Linked DNA regions of Mus musculus: region 1 is linked to region 2. Evidence: chromatin contacts called from public Micro-C data. All regions are on one chromosome and are shown on one strand. The core of a region is the stretch at or near the end of the contact, and the rest is flanking DNA. Distances in the headings are between cores, read along the strand shown. Region 1 has its middle 28 kb from the start of Gm31529. Region 2 overlaps Hmg20a (high mobility group 20A).

Evidence for each region. Hi-C and Micro-C count contacts between places; a contact is called where the count stands out from the background.
Region 1: a Micro-C map of muscle stem cells shows a contact between it and region 2, with 8 times the contacts expected there. The contact joins two enhancer-like sites. A contact is called at or near these places in 5 of 484 Hi-C or Micro-C datasets (CD8 T cells, the HL-1 cell line, embryonic fibroblasts and 1 more), 2 of 115 datasets of contacts at active chromatin or transcription factors (embryonic stem cells and pancreatic cancer cells) and 1 of 9 other capture datasets (embryonic stem cells).

Annotation. Positions count from the first base shown.
Region 1 is chr9:56,550,626-56,553,927 of GRCm38.p6, reverse strand. No RefSeq gene overlaps it. Among named protein-coding and RNA genes, the nearest start is that of Gm31529, 28 kb to the left of the region's middle. Within about 2 kb of position 1,632, at least 150 of the 459 cell types and tissues checked have an H3K27ac peak or open chromatin away from gene starts, as enhancers often do. A contact at or near this core is called in CD8 T cells, the HL-1 cell line, embryonic fibroblasts and 2 more, where this site is marked.
Region 2 is chr9:56,464,102-56,467,421 of GRCm38.p6, reverse strand. It overlaps Hmg20a (high mobility group 20A), which reads right to left. Exons shown (of 10, transcript NM_025812.3): 2 at 1-64. The coding sequence starts at 60. Among named protein-coding and RNA genes, the nearest start is that of Hmg20a, 47 kb to the right of the region's middle. Within about 2 kb of position 1,916, at least 178 of the 459 cell types and tissues checked have an H3K27ac peak or open chromatin away from gene starts, as enhancers often do. A contact at or near this core is called in CD8 T cells, the HL-1 cell line, embryonic fibroblasts and 2 more, where this site is marked.

The sequences.
Region 1 (3,302 bases), core at 383-2,882, 87 kb before region 2:
CAAGGGCCTTCCTGCAGAACGTTGCAAGAGATCACAGGCAAGGGTCAGCGCTGGCCTCTCTGGACAGAGCAGAACTGAGAGCCAGGGCAGCGCCAAGCCGGCGAGCTGGCAGGCGTCGACTGCCATGTTGCAGCCCTTCTGTTTGTGTGGAGGACACGGCTATGAAATGTAAGTAAAACCCAAGGCTAATTTCCCCGGTCAGAAGGAGGAGGCGCTGCAGTGTGCTCAAACCCTAATTAAACCCGCTCGGGCGGTGGAACACCAAAATCAGTTCCAAGATCAATATTGCTATTCATTTAGAAGTGTAACAAGGTTAGAGAGGTGAGCAAAGGAAATAATTAACTCATTTGCAGCCTTTTTAAACAGAAACAGTCATTTTAATCTCCAGGGTAATTAGCTAGGCCCTGTCCATCAATCATGACGGCTGCCATTATTTTAAGTATTTTATTAATTAAGGAGGGAGGGGACTAAGGCACCCTTCAACCCCCCAACACTGTTTACTGAAGCTGGAAGGACCCTGAGCAGGAGCCGAAGAGCACTAGACAAAGGGTCAGCGAAGTCTGTGCTGAGAACGATGGCTGTCAGAGAAAGGCTACCATATGACAAAGTTGAGGTGACAGGTGCGGAGACCCCCCACCCCCACACCAAGGCTTGACTCTTGACAAACAACGATGCCCCATTCAGAGTCTGGAAGTGCTGGGGTGTGGGATCCCCAAGGTCTGCTTTGGTAACTGCTCCTAACTTTCTGGGTGACAACGACATGCCCCTGCCCCACCATATGCCCTATGATACTTTAGATGTATGTGGGATAGTCAGAAACCAAGGCTTCTAAGTGCCCAGGGGCCTCCAGCCACTGGAGGGCAGCAGAGCCCCAGGGACCCCAGAGCGAGGGCTGGACTGGCTCAGTCTGTACCAGACCCCATAGCTCCTGTGTTTGTCACTCACTGCTCAAGGTCCCATTGCTCAGTCCTGTGACTTGGACAGGAAGCTGAGTCAGATGGTCTCTGACCCTGCTAACAGCTTGGTTTTGGCTATTCAATAGGAGCCTGCCCTGGCCTGTCTCCCTCACATTCCAGATGGGGAAACAGACCCAGAGAGAGGAAGGGTGTTGTTATACTAGTCTTGTTTAGTATTTGTTAATAAACATGGACACAAAATTCCTGGCCTGAAGAAGACCTTCCGGGGGCCATCAGGAGAAACTTGTAACCAAACAGTAACCACTGGGCAGGATGAGAAAGCTGACAAACAGCTTAGGACAGAAGGTCAGCAGAGGCATACCCCAAGCAACCTGGACAGTCAAGGGAGGCTTCCTGGAGGAGGCACCTCTCAGATGAATCCTGGTGAAAGGCAGGGCAGTGCATCCCGCAGGAGAGGGAGAAGCAGTGCAGGGACCCGGGCAAGAGTATGAGGAGGCTGAGAGGGGTACAGGCAGATTGGACACCACAGGCCATTCAGGAGGCCCGAGTGGGAGAGAGTAGGGCAGGGCAGCAGGGTAGCTATGGGTGTCTGGAAAAGAAAGGAGCGAGGCAGGAAAGTGCTGGGTCTGGTGGCCACTGTCTTGCTATGTCCTGCTATGTCTCCCTGCTCCCAGCCTTGGGCTTACCCTGAAGTTGATGATGTCATTTTCTCCAAGAGCCTCTCCCTAAGCTGTCCTCTCTGCGACTCATCTGGGAGGCGAGAGAGTAGAGAAAGAAGGGACTGTGGAGACAGGAAGAGAAAAAAAAACCCAAAACAAAAAACTATGGCTGAAAGGGACAGCCAGGCATGTGAGGGCTGCCTGTCTTAATGCCCTGAGCCATACCAGCACCATCCTCATTAGATAGCCTCTTCTTGCATACCTCCTGGCCGGGGAACTCTCTTATCTCTGGAGTCAACCGCCTTCTCTCTAGTTGCTGACTCTGTGCCTGGGTGTGCAGAGAGCCCCACTTGCAAGTCTAGGACACCCCTCGTGCCTCCAGCACTAGTCTTCAGCTACCTTAGTTCCAAGTCAGCCAGGCAGGTAGAGTACTGACCGTGGTCATCAGTTGCTTAGCAAACTGGGAAGATCAGAGAGCTTCGCTGGTCACTAAGCTGGCACATGATCTTCTGGGAGAGTTCTGGGTCTGGGCACTGGCTCTGAGGTTGGGGGAAGGGAGGAAGAAAGCAGAGGTCCAGAAAGAGGGAGGAGGGAAGAGGATCAGGCTGAAACTCGGTTGCTAGGGGCAACAGCATTACATCCTGAGGAGGAACCAGATGCTGAGGAGGGCAGCAGATCCAAGCCCGGCAGGCTTGGGGGTGAAAGGGGGAGCACACAGCCAGGAACCCAGGAAGAGGGTGGGACACGCGTAGGGTGTGTGTGTTGTGGGGGGCGGTTGGTGTGGTAAAGGAGGGTTATGCTACATGGGGTATGTGTGTGGTGTGGTGTGGTGATAGGGAAAGAGTATGGTATATGGTGGGGGAGTGGTGTGGTGTGTGTGTGTGTGTGTGTGTGTGTGTGTGTGTGTATGGTATTTTGGGGGGTGTTGTTATGTGAGGGGTTGTGGGAGGGTAGTGCGTGGTATGTGTATGCATTCTCATGTGTGTCTAGCCAGGCAGTGGTAGTGCATGCCTTTAATCCCAGCACTTGGGAGGAGAGGCAGGCAGATTTCTGAGTTCGAGGCCAGCCTGGTCTACAGAGTGAGTTCCATGACAGCCAGGGCTATACAGAAAAATCTTGTCTCGAAAAACCAAAAAAGAAAAGAAAAAAAGAAAAAGAAAAAGAAGAAGTGTGTGTGTGTGTGTGTGTGTGTGTGTGTGTGTGTGTGTGTATGATGAGGAGGGAGGGGTATGGTATATGGGGTACATGTGTGGGGTGGTGGTAGGGAAGGGGTATGGCATTTTGTGCAGAGGGGTGGTATGGTATGGTGTGTGTGTGTGTATGATATTTGTGTGAGTGTTGTGGTGTGAGGGGTTGTGGGAGGGTGGTATGTAGTGTGTGTGTGTGTGTGTGTGTGTATGTTATGGTATAGGTATATGGTGTGTGTGTGTGTGTGTGTGTGTGTGTGTGTGTGTGTGTGTGTGACTTAGGGCAGGTATTTCCACAGCTGATCTCACTTTCAGGTCCACAATGCCTATGGGTCTTTAGAATTCAAGAGCTTTCTGAGGAGCTGGGGCTGAAGAATCATGCTTGACACAGCACAGGGCCATATGGGACTCCAGCCTGGGCCCCAGCAAGTCAGCTGTCCTACCTGCTAGGATCCAGGAAAGGACAGAGTTGTGAAGAGAGACTTAGGGGACACAAACCAAAGGCTAGTCCTCTGAGGGTTTGGTCATGCCCCTACCTT
Region 2 (3,320 bases), core at 667-3,166:
GGAGCCATCTTCATCTGCAAACAGGGGCGGCAGGGTAGAACTGGCCATCAAGCTCTCCATCTCCCTGCAAGGAAGAGATCATCATAAAAAAAATTAATGGCTTAATTACTTCTGGTTCAAGCTCCACTAATTTAAGGGCCTGCCTTTCTTAGCTTTATTACATCAGCAACAGAATAGAAACTGACCTAAATGTCTGTTTTCCTGACTTGGACACATCAGTTTAAATTCTGTGGTTAAGGGGCTTTTAACTATGGCTTTATCAACTAACCAGATGAAAAACACATTGGGGGCTACAACAATGGCGTAGGGTAAGTAAGAGTGGCAGGCACTGTACAAGCACCAGGAGCCCATCTTAATCCTCAGCACTCAGTATGAAGCTAGGTATGGCCCTGCAGCACACTTAGAAACCCAGTGCTGGGGAGAGGGGACAGACTGGAGAGTCACTGGGAATTACTGGAAGCCATGCTAGCTGACACAGTGAGCTCCAGAGTCAGTGAGAAGCCCTGTCTTAAGGGAATTCATGAGAAGTTGACAGACTAGGACACCCAATGGTCTTCTCTATATGCACAAATGTGTGCACATGTACACACATGAGAATACGCGACACATACATACACTACACATCATACAAATAAATGTAAACAAGCCCAGTTTTAATAAGCATGGCATACTTTGGAAAATCTTTTATTCATGCTCTAAACTGTTTTTTCCCATTCTTCCCCCCTCTTTCTTCCTCCTCCTCCTCCCCCTTTTTCATTGAATATTTTCTTTATTTATATTTCAAATGTTTTCCCCTTTCCAGGTCTCCCCTTCGGAAGCCCCTATCCCATGCCCCCTCTCCCTGGCTCTATAAGGGTGCTCCCCCACCCACCCACTATCTTCCCTGGCATTTTCCTACATTGGGACATCGAACACCTTCAGGCCTGAGGGCCAGTCCTCCCACTGATGTCCAACAAGGCCATCCTCTGCCACATATTTGGCCAGTGCCATGGGTCTCTACATGTGTACTCTTTGGTTGGTAGTGCCATCCCTGGGAGCTAAGTGGGGGTTGGGGGAGGGTCTGGCCAGTTGACACTGATGCTTCCTCCATGGGGTTGCAAACCCCCTCAGCTCCTTCAGTTCCTTCTCCAGTCCTCCATCGGGAACCCCACGCTCAGTCCAATAGTTGGCTGCGAGCACCTGCCTCTCTATTTGTCGGGCTCTGGCAGAGCTTCTCAGGAGACAGCCATATCAGGCTTCTGTCAGCAAGCACTTCCCGGCATCCACAATAGTGTCCAGGATTGGTGGCTGCATATGGGGTGGATCCCTAGATGGGGCAGTCTCTGGATGGCCTTTTCTTCAGTCTCTGCTCTACACTTTGTCTCCATATTTCCTCCTGTATTTTGTTCACCCTTCTAAGAGGCACTGAAGCATCCACATTTTGGCTTTCCTTCTTCTTGGGCTTCATATGGTCTGTGTCTCTAAAGTGTTCTTTAAGAAAGTAAACAACTTTAACTTATTATTGTTGTGTGTGCATTGCATGTGTGTGTGTGTACCACGGTTTTTGTGTGGAGGTCAGAGGTTGTTTTTCCACTGTGAGGTCTGTGCAGCAAGTGTTTTTACCCACTGCCCCATCTCCCCAGGCCATCAAAAGCATTCCTTTCCTGTAGAGATTTTTAGGTGGAGTGACCTAGAGGGGCTGAAACCTTGAGCAAGATATTTAGCCAATCACTTCAAGCTAAGATTTCACCATTGTGGACAGAGACAAAACTGCTGACTTAACTTACAAAGCTTAACTGACTTAACTTACTGAGAGGGATTAAGCTGAAAGTACTTCATAAACAGGCTACGACAGCAAGCGTTTGGAGAAGTACTATACGCAGTATTATTATTACAACACTACCAGCTCTTAGTCCCTCATGAATCATGCTCGGATTACATGGCAACAAACCGAGCCCTTCAAAAAGGAAATAGTGCAAAGGAAGCAGAGGGCGGAAGGCACACTGATGTGGTTCTGAGTCAGAGAAACCACACTTCCAGGTCAGAAACGTGCACCACTTCACTGCCACAACGCACAGCACGAATAGCATGCACCTGCGTCCAGCAAACAGCTCGGCTTAATTGAAGAAAACATATAAATCACAGGAGCCTGAGGTTATCGGACTGCAAGGATAAAAGGACAAAGAGACAAAGAGAGTAATTTCATTTAGCATATCTCTACAGAGAAGGATTTTTCCCTTTCAAGGTTTACCACCGAGGGCTTCACCCCATACAGTTAAAAGCAGCAGCCGCCGCCAATTCATCACGAAAGTGATATTCACACAAAACACTCAATAGTGACCCCAAACATCAGCCCCTTAAGTGGAACTGCAAAGCACTCAAGAGAGAAGGCGGCAATCAGTGGGTGAATTGAGATGTGAAGGAGGGATTTTACTGAGGCGGCCCTGGGCAGTCCTCCGTGCTACTGGGGAGGGGCGATTAAGGCCAGCACAGCAGCCAGAGCCAGCCAGTGTTCATCCTGGGGGGGGGCGGGGGGGGGAATCGGAACAGCTGCAGGTGATGCCGCCCCACATTCACACCGCTCGATGGTTTAATTCCCAAACACTAATACTGACGCTTTATTTCTTGTCTTAGTTGAGTTCACGTCTAAACGTATTATTTAGCAGACCAAGATCCATCCATAGCTGAACATGACAAAAGAAGCTTCTCTATTTATCTTGGGAACTCCGGCACACAGGAAGCCTGGAGGCAGAGGAGGCAGGCCTTCATGCCATGTGCAGAAGCTTGAGAGCATCTTCAGTTTCTTCAAGACAAGGTATTTTTTTACAGTGGAATGGCTCTAACAAGTACTGGAGAATTCCACTTGTTTTCTAGAATGATCCCAACTCACATATACCTAAGTTTTAATTCATATTATTTAAGACCAGACGAGAGGTTACCAATCCAGTGTTAATAATGTTCATTTAACTTGGTTCCTTCCCCACAAAGAGAGAGAGATACCATAGTCTAACAGTCACACAGCCTCCAGCCTAAAAAGGACTTGGTCAATGTATTTCTAAAAGTGTCCCTAGAAGTCACTGGCCTTCCAAGAGCCTCAGAACTGGGCATCTGAAGCTTTTTGGCACCATTTCCACATTCCTAAAGGGATATATTATTTGGCAGAGAACAAATTAAGTGTTTTTTTTTTTTTCCTCACTGTGTCAACATGGCCTTCTTAAGAGTGTTTTCCAGATATCTTAAGTCAGTTTTTGAAGTGTAGGGGGACAGCTGGATAACACAACCTTAACAACATATAAACAGACCACATAAACAAAGGAAGTTCAGAGAACACACTTTCCACC